Regions from separate parts of the Hordeum vulgare genome. Here region 2 is linked to region 1. Evidence: chromatin contacts called from public Hi-C data. All regions are on one chromosome and are shown on one strand. Each heading gives the region's core, a stretch centred on a gene start, on an enhancer-like site or on the middle of the called end of the contact. The rest is flanking DNA. Distances are from core to core; before and after follow the strand shown.

Evidence for each region. A called contact is a pair of places that touch in the nucleus more often than the background predicts.
Region 2: a Hi-C map of leaf shows a contact between it and region 1, with 5 times the contacts expected there. The contact joins the promoter of LOC123401735 here to the enhancer-like site in region 1. A contact is called at or near these places in 4 of 6 Hi-C or Micro-C datasets (leaf and seedling) and 1 of 1 datasets of contacts at active chromatin or transcription factors (embryo).

Annotation. Positions count from the first base shown.
Region 1 is chr6H:377,518,902-377,523,379 of MorexV3_pseudomolecules_assembly, forward strand. LOC123402881 reads left to right here. Exons shown (of 6, transcript XM_045096843.1): 6 at 3,365-4,004. The coding sequence ends at 3,555. Among protein-coding and RNA genes, the nearest start is that of LOC123402881, 13 kb to the left of the region's middle. Within about 2 kb of position 2,585, at least 2 of the 3 cell types and tissues checked have open chromatin away from gene starts, as enhancers often do. A contact at or near this core is called in leaf and seedling, where this site is marked.
Region 2 is chr6H:378,092,911-378,097,388 of MorexV3_pseudomolecules_assembly, forward strand. LOC123401735 (phenylalanine ammonia-lyase) reads right to left here and starts at 1,817. Exons shown (of 2, transcript XM_045095591.1): 1 at 1,363-1,817; 2 at 1-303. The coding sequence starts at 1,727.

The DNA.
Region 1 (4,478 bases), core at 1,335-3,834:
GCGGAGGCGGCGGAGCTGCAGGGCTTCGTGGAAGATCGGGTGGTACTGGCTGCTCCGCGAGTTCGCGTGGTCGCGGCGGCCTTGGGCGTGGTGGCCGGCGACTCTGCGGGTCGGCGGCGGCGGAACGTGCCCGGTGGTAGCGGCGATGTTCGGCTTGGATCCTGGGGCGGCGGCCTTGGAAGGTGGCGGCATGTGAAGCTCGGGCTTGCCGCGGCGGCATGGCGTGGTGTAGTACCTGTTCAAGGCGGATCCGCACCCGATCTTGTGGTTTCTGCTACGGATTGGTTCGGGTCAGAGACGGTGACGAGTGCGCGGGATCCTCGACGGCTCTCACGGTTTGGCATGGTGGGGTGTCAGCCCTTTCCCCAGGCTCCAATGGTGGCACACTCAGGCAGTGGCCGGTGTGCCAGGGCTCCTACGGTGGCAGTGCTGTCGTGGTCGGTTGCCGGATCTAGGCGGCTAGATCTGGGGCTTTGAAGGCGGTCGGGATGGTGTACAGGTTGTCGGGTTGATTTCTTTGGGATGGATCCGGGTGAAAACCTGGTCTTCGGACGGTGGCCGGAGCCGGTGATGACGGCGCCCATATCGTCGTTTCCTTCATGAAGGCATCATCGAGGTGAAGTTCCCAACTCCACCCAATACCTTCGGGGGAAACCCTAGATCAGCAGATCGGATGACGACGGCACTCTTGTGTCGTTTCCCCCTTTGGGGGCGTCATTCTTGGAGGTGTACGCGGGCTCGAGGGTCAAGTGGATGGCATCTTTGGTGGATCGGTGCTTCATCCTACATATTCATGGCGGTGGATCTCGACGGCGTGGAGCAGTGGAGGCTCGGCGTCCCATATGTGGCGATGGAGTCGCGCAGGAGGACGACGCTGTTTGGCGTCGTGGTGACGTCGATGGCAGAGAGGCCTGGCAAGGTCAATGCGTTAGTAGTTGCTTTGAGGATGGATAGGTGGAAGACGGTGGTGACGGCCCTTGCAGCATGTACATTGGTGCCCACTGGGAGTGCGTCGGACCGGTGTGTTACCCAGTCCCGGCGTTGTGGCTTGGATGGGGCATCCGGCTTTAGATGTTAGGCTTTGGTGCGATGTCTGTTTGGTATTTGGCCTGGATATTCGGCACCCCTTCATCAAGGTTATAGGAGTAGCGGCATGTGTTGCCAAGATGGTGGCCTTAGAGTTACTGATGTATTACTTTGTAAGATCTTGATGAATAATTAATAAAATGGCTGCATGCATCGCCCAGATGCAGAGACCGGAGGTACATCCTCCTTTTCTATTTATTTATTTGTCAGCGATGCATATCTACATTATGATGGCCTCTTCGTTTGTCTCAAAAAGCTTTGTAGCTTTTTTTGGGTGCGCCAACGACTCGTCGTCCGGTGGTTGTTGCCCGGTCGCACGGGTAAATGTTTGTTTACCGAAACACTTGGGTGGCCTGGGTCTCCGAATTTTTCCATCATGCATGAGGTGATGAAAATGTGTTGGCTTTGGTTTGACAAAGTGGCTCTGGACAAGTTGTGGGAAAATCTTAGCTTGACATGTCAGATGAAACCTTGGCCCTGTTCTATGCCTTGGTCAAGGTGCAGATTGGGGACGGCGCGAGCTGGCTTTTCCGGACCAGCAGATGGATTGAGAGGGACTGCAATCCATCGTGCTGGATCTGTTGGAGTTCATTCCCCTCAAGATCATGGATTCTAGGATGCTAGCTCAGGTGCTCCTCAACAACAGCTGGATTGATGATACCGTTGGAGGGTTGTCTATTCTGGCCATCACCCAGATGCTCTTGCTTGCCCGTGCGGCAGCTGACCCGATCCAACTTGTGCCTGGTATGCCCGATCATTTCTGCTGGGCATGGGAGCTTGGAACCAGCTTCTCGGTCCGGTTGGCTTACCACGTGAACTATGGCCACTTCACGAGCTCATTTGGCAGCTGACCCGATCCAACTTGTGCCTGGTATGCCCGATCATTTCTGCTGGGCATGGGAGCTTGGAACCAGCTTCTCGGTCCGGTTGGCTTACCACGTGAACTATGGCCACTTCACGAGCTCATTTGGCGTGCCTGTGCTCCTCTCAAGTTCAAGTTCTTTGCCTGGAAAACTGCTCTCGATCGCTGCTGGACTGGGGAGCGAAGGAAGCGCCATGGCCCTGCTGATGATGACACTTGCCCTTTGTGCTCTCGGTGTGTGGAGTTGTTGTATCACCGGCTCGTCCAATGTTACTTCTAGCACCAAGTTTGTCCAGGGCCGGCCCTAGCATCATGTAGACCCTAGCGCGATTGAGGTACAACTGACATAACAACTATAACAGAGTAATATGAATACTTTTACTGGTATATATCGCATAGCATGAAAATATGAAGGCATAAACAAAAATGAAATTTTAATTAGCAAATGCCCATAATAGTGTTGACGTTATGCTCTGTAAATCACATTTGTTTATAATTTATTTACATATGTAGATGTATTGGGCCCTTATTTGACAATGGGCCTTAGGCCACCTCACCTTTTGCCATAGCCTAGGGCCGGGCCTGAGTTTGGTTCCAGTCTATTTGTGCCAAGGCGCATGGGAGCTTCACCCATCTAACTCAAACTACCTCATCGACTACTGGCCTAGGCTGGCTCTTTTGTTCCGAGTCGACTACAGCTGTTCTTTTGTCACCTTGTTTGGGTTTCCTATCTATTGAAAAGAGGAGTGTTTTTCTCGCGTTGCTGCAAAATAAAAATAAAAATATGACAACGATGTTTCAGAAAAATGCCAATGCATGTATGTAGCCTTATTATCTGTTCCTTCTAGTATCAATCATGTCACCCAGAAATGCCTTATTTCTGCATGCATTGTTTTAACTTTTACTCCCATGTATTTTGATATTCAATGGTTTTGTTTGATCCATTACTCTTACTTCGTAGGTCGTAGTTAAATATTTCCGCATTTGACTGATAATAAATTAGATCGGCTGCATAGCGCAAAAAATGTCTAATAAGTTAGAAGTCCAGTATACTTCTACAACTTTGACTATCATTCTCGTGTATAATATGTGTAAAATTAGTACAGTACGGAGTACATTGCAAGATAAATATAACGATAACATTCATAATTTTTTCTTCTTCTGAAAAGGAGGTTAAAACCCCTGGACTCTGCATCATTGTGGTGCACACAACCAACGATAACATCCATATAAGTTCAATCCATCTATTTTGGTACAGTATATATTAGTGGTCAAAGTAGTGCATCGTAGAGCGTGAAAAGTCAACAGTGCCTTACATTTTGAGAAGAGGGAGTATTGTGTTGTTCATATTGGTTGTTTTGATGTAGAAAACATATTTACTGTCAACTCATGCTGATGTATTCTTTCATGTATCAGGTGCTACCCAGGAAACCATGGCAGGGCCTAGTCGGCGGGCAGACCAGGGTAGTTTCCACATTCCTGCACCTGTTTTAGCCCCTGAATCATCAACAGGCGCGTCCCTCAGACAGCATCGTGTGACCACGCAACGCACTGCTATGGACTGGATGAATCATCCAAGTTGTGGCACATGTAATAGACCAGCATAAACTGGAAGTGTCTGCTTATTGCCAGCATCTGTTCATTTGTGAATTCGCTGCCGGCATCTGCTCCTGGCTGTGGGGGCTGCGAGCCTGGAGAAACAGTGCAGCTGTTCATTTGTGAATTCGCTGCCGGCATCTGCTCTTTGAACAAATCATGCTGCCTGTAAGCCTACCGTTGGAGTTGTGTTGTGTGTACATTTAGAATTCAGAGCTTCCATCTGTGCCATGCATACTTAAATGAGAAGTAGACCCGAGATTCTTTCATTTGGTATAGCTGGATGGTAGCGATTCATGTCTGTTGATGTTAAAATCTGCATCCTGAAAACATGGTTGAATTTATGGTTGGACTCCAGAGTCGTAATTTTATCAGGAGAGATCATCTGGTGAGCATTACTGATCTGGTTCAAACATTACCTGGTGCAAACTTTATCTTGTTCAAATATTATTTTTTGAAACGGAGGCAACAGAGTTGCTTCATCGATTAATTAAGAAGAGAGTTGTCCCGTTAATAAACGGGAAACGGAGCAAAAACCGTAACAAGTAAGATCCCACATGTGGACTACTCCCAAACAATGGAGAGCCACGGGACGGCAGAGATTGACCAACCGACACACCTAAGACAACACTTCTACAACCATCAAACAATTGGGTCTCAACATCATAGATGAAACTCCAACGGCTTGCTCTAATATGAGAAGAACACCTCAAAGAAGACCACCAACACAACCAAGCCCCAATTTGCATCTCAAAGAAGTGCATCATAAAACCACCCGGACCACTCCTTTATCACCACACTCTTGATTTTGCACTTGTTCGATTTCTCCCTTCAAGGGGGAGCCTTTCCCCTTAAGAGACGTCTGATCGCCTTGCTCATGCTAGGATCCAATTGTGAGAAAATCATTAAGCTTGATGGCAACCAAGCCCCAATT
Region 2 (4,478 bases), core at 567-3,066, 570 kb after region 1:
TCAGCGGCGTCCACCTTCTTTCCGTCAACAGTGGTGGCCTGCGCGTTGGGGCGTCCGGTAATGAGGCCGGCGATGTAGGACAGTGGCACAAGGTCGCCGGAGGCGGTGATGGTGCCCCGGAGCGGGAGGCAGGGGCTGACGCCGGTGTTGATGAGCTTGGTGATGGCCTCGAGGATCTCGAAGCGGATGCCGGAGTAGCCCTGGAGGAGGGTGTTGATGCGCACGAGCATGGCCGCACGGGACACCTCCGCCGGCAGCGAGTGGCCATCGGCGCCGGGGCCGAAGATTCCAGCGTTCAGATGCCTGTACGGAAGACAAGGACGTGCACATGGTTGGTTAGTTGCAGGTCAAGTAACAGATAGTACTACCAAGTTACCAACACAATGACGGAGATACAAGTACGTAGCCGTAGAGACAGTCGCTGGATCATGCCCTCTGTTAGAGCTGAAAGTCAGAGCGTGATGCTCAGACAACGCAGAAGTAGTAAACAATTATTTTTGTGTCAGTTTGGATATGTGGATGAGTGTCAGATGACCAGATCTGCACTGCATATACAATGAATATCTAAACATTTTTCTAGCTTTTCCTTTGCAATACACAAAACTTCAATGTCAGCTGAGCAAATCTTGGTGTGTTACGCAGCCTATAATCATGTTCATCTTGTTCTCGGACTTCTCCTTGGCACATTTTCGCTGAGCATGTAAACTAAACCCGACCGGCACAGGCGCAGGTGTCCTACGCGTGACTCGTTGATCGGGTACGCATGAGTGTCATCTGTCATGCATGTGCTTGTGCGTGTTCCGGGCCTCGCGTGGCGGGAACGCGACGCGAACCAACCGACAGATGAAGCCCCGGCACGGCCCACATCCGCTTAACTAGATCCGCCTCTTGCTTAATTTCTTTCCTTTTCGCTGCTACTGCTGCGTGCGTCTCTGCGTCCTGTTTGCTTCCATCGACTTGTCACCGTCGATCTATGCAGCAAGCATGGCACGCAGTTTAACGCCTCAACTTTAAATGCGTATGATCTGTCTATTTTCCCTTCTCCATCAGGATGTGCTGATGCACACACCTGCATGAGGTAACGGTTCTGGCCACTACCATGATGAGAGGCGTATTTACTGTGGTATTTTGTTTCCATTTTTGCCAGGCTCCTTTCCATGGCACATGAACCTCAGGAGGCTACAGCTAGGCAAAAGTTAGTCTAGCACTACCATGATGGAACACGAAAAGTTTCCTACTGCTCTCACTGACGGATGGGCGCAACGCATGGAGCGAGCAAACATGCGTGATCTGGATGCTGAATGATCAAAGTTGCAGAAGAAAATAAACACTACAGTACAGGTTTGGTGTTGAATTGGTTACCTGAGGAGCTCCACCTGGAGGGCGGGCCCGTCCTTGGTGCGGCGGTGGGAGGTGCCGCCGAAGCCGGTGGTGACGCCGTAGATGTCGCCCCCGCCGGCGAGGCAGCTGAGGATCCACTCGCTGCTGGCCTTGACGCGGGGCCGCGCCTCCTCGTCGAGCTCCACGGAGACGCCCGACGCGTCCTTGGCCTGGGCCACGGCCGCCACCTGGCCGACGCGGAGGCTGGCGCCCTCGATCTTCACCACTGGCTCGCGGAACTGCGCCACCATCCGCTTCACCTCGTCGAGGTGGCTGCCGGTGAGCTCGGCCGCCGCCGCGCCCCAGTTGAGCGGGTCCTTCTCGACGATGGCTCCGTTGCCTGCCATTTTCTCGGTGGGTGGTGGTGGTGGCCGGCAAACTGCGAAGAGGAGCAGGGGAGTCGAAGAAGAGCCGGAGGAGATGGTGATGTGCTCTTCTTGGAGGGAAACGGGGGCGGAGTGGCCAGCTTAAATAGCGCCGGGGTGGCGAGGTAGGCGGGTTTAGGTGGGCGAGGACCCCTATCCATCCATCCAGCTCCTCTCTGCAGCAGTGCTACTGCCTTGCCTAGTGGGTTGGTTGGTGACTGATACGGTGGATCTGCCAAAGTTTTGCTAATTTTCTACTTTGCTGATTTAAATATCTCCCGTTTTAATGCTTAATCACCCCCTACTCCCAATTACTCATACTAAAACTTCTTTTGTTTAGCTCAATGTAATGACTGAAAATCTGCAATTTACTGCCAGATAAACATCGTAGGCACTACGAGGTCGACTGGTCCAGGAGAAGGGAACACCACGGTTATACTACTAAATACTCCTACAGAGAAGATTAAGAGAGAAAGCCTAGGATCGGGGAACAGCTACAAATACATATCTATGTTACCTTTTTTTGTCACTTATATTATAATTATCATAAAATTAATTTTATCTTTCTTCTTCCATACGCACGTCCTGAAAAAAATCATTATTTGTTTCTACCGCGGAGAAAGCTAAAGGTGGGAGCGAAGAGCAGGGAAAAGGAAGGGAGAAACAGCCTCACCAACCCAGAAAGGAAAATCAAGTCTATTCTTTTGAGCACTTCTTCTTCTTCAATACAACCTCTTACATCAATTTCAACCACGCGACACAAACCGACGCGTGCTTTGTCCATCTTTTAACCATTTAGGTTAGCATGTCCGCCCTTTTTTTGTAAATGGATTGGCCGTGCATTCAACGCGCTGATTCATTTTTCGTCCCCGCGGCCGACCATCATCCATTTTGCTTCGAATTTGAACGTTATTTCTATTTTATTAAATGCTATTTAATACATACATTTTTTTACCAATTCTTCGCTACGGATATAACCAAAGAAAACAAGAATCATAATTAGACATTTTAAAAGATGTCCAACTTCCTTAACTGCTCCTACTAGTTGGACTACGTTTCTTCTCTATGACTTCGTTGTTGATGTGTGGATACTTAAGCACAGCGTCTTTCTTCTTTGATGCTAAAGCATTAGACGGTGCTTCCTCCTTGGTGTCTTCTTTAGTCTTATCTGTACCTTCAATTCAAGATAAAAGTGCACGAACATTTAGGAAATTTTGTGAGATCAATAGATCGATGTATTCTTTCTTTCCAATACCAAAAATTGCATCCATTCTACACACAATATTGAGCAAATAATAAGCTACCGAAATTGCATCGAATCATCAAAGAGCAAAAGGCCGAAGAAAAATCATATCCCATCATTTTTGCACTTCACGAATGCCCAACCGGGATGTTCCGATGTCCAAGAAACGCGTTGGATGACCTGCGGCGAGTAGTCATCGCACTTTTATGAACGACAAAGGTTTGCCGCCAAGCTTTTGGGCCATCGTCGAGCCAGGGCAACGGTCGGACATGACCTTGCCGGTGAACCTGCGGCGGGCCAGACCCGAGCGGCTAGAGGCGGATTGAGCGTCTCCATGTGGCACCGAGGGATTGCCCAGATCTGGTGGACCGGCACCCAGCCAATCCATCGCAATTGCAGCCCGTCGGTGGCCGGATTCGCCAAATCCCGCGAGCAGGATGATGCCAAATCCCACCGCCGTCGTAGATCTACCAATAGGCCTCCCGCACCGGGATGAAGGGGGCACCCCGCCGATAGATTTGCTGCTGGAGAGCTAGGGTGGTCGAGGGAAATTGGGGTCGCCAGCCTAGGGTTTGTGTGCTTGCGGGTGGCGAGTGGAGGGAAGGGGATACGAAGGAGAGACTGTGACGTTGACTAACGGGCCACAGGAAGGAGCATGCGGGCGAGGCGCGTGTCCGTTCCGTGTCCAAGGTGACGCAAATGACGCCCAATTTTGCGCCCAGAATGGGTCGCGAGCGGACAAAAAATGGACACGCGTCCGTTTGAATCGGCGCGTTGGGCCAACTTTTATGTCCGCCGCGACCCAATCGGACGCGGGTGGACGAAATGGGTCAGCGCGTTGGAGTTGCTCTTAGAGATCTCCAGCCGCGCCCCCAACGGCCCCACCAGGGTGCCATTTTTAACACCGGCTCCCAAAAAAGGTCGCACGCGCGTCCCCATATCTTCGTTTTTTTTTGCCGGTTTGGACCAAAATTACAACCGGTGAACCCAAGAGGAACCCAGCATCCCGGGGGGCGCCTGAGGGGCACCGGGTGAAGCAAAAAGGCACATGGGCCCGCATTGTCGGCGACACCGGCCAAGTTTCCCACCGTTTCCCTTCATTTTCCTATTATCTACGCTCTTCTCCCCTGCCACTCCCGCCATTCTGCCCAGATTCGCCCGCCATGCCGCTGAAGTAGTATGCGTCCCCTCGCGAAGCCACCGATTCCGCCCAGCCAAAGAAGAGGAAGCCGATGGCACCGATGGAAAGGCCGCGAGCTTGACAAACGCGAAGTGGAAGGCCGACGTTGATCAACGGGAGGCGGTCACCGTCGATCGGTGGAACAGGCTCAACATGAAGAGATATAGGGACGAGGCGGCGGAGCAGGAGGAGGCGTCTCGCGCGGCAGGGATGGCGAACCTTCTGCCTCACCAATCACCATCAACAGGGCAGCCAGTACCCGCAAGGCGCATGAGGGAGCCAGCAGAGCGTCGCATTATCGACCAACTTC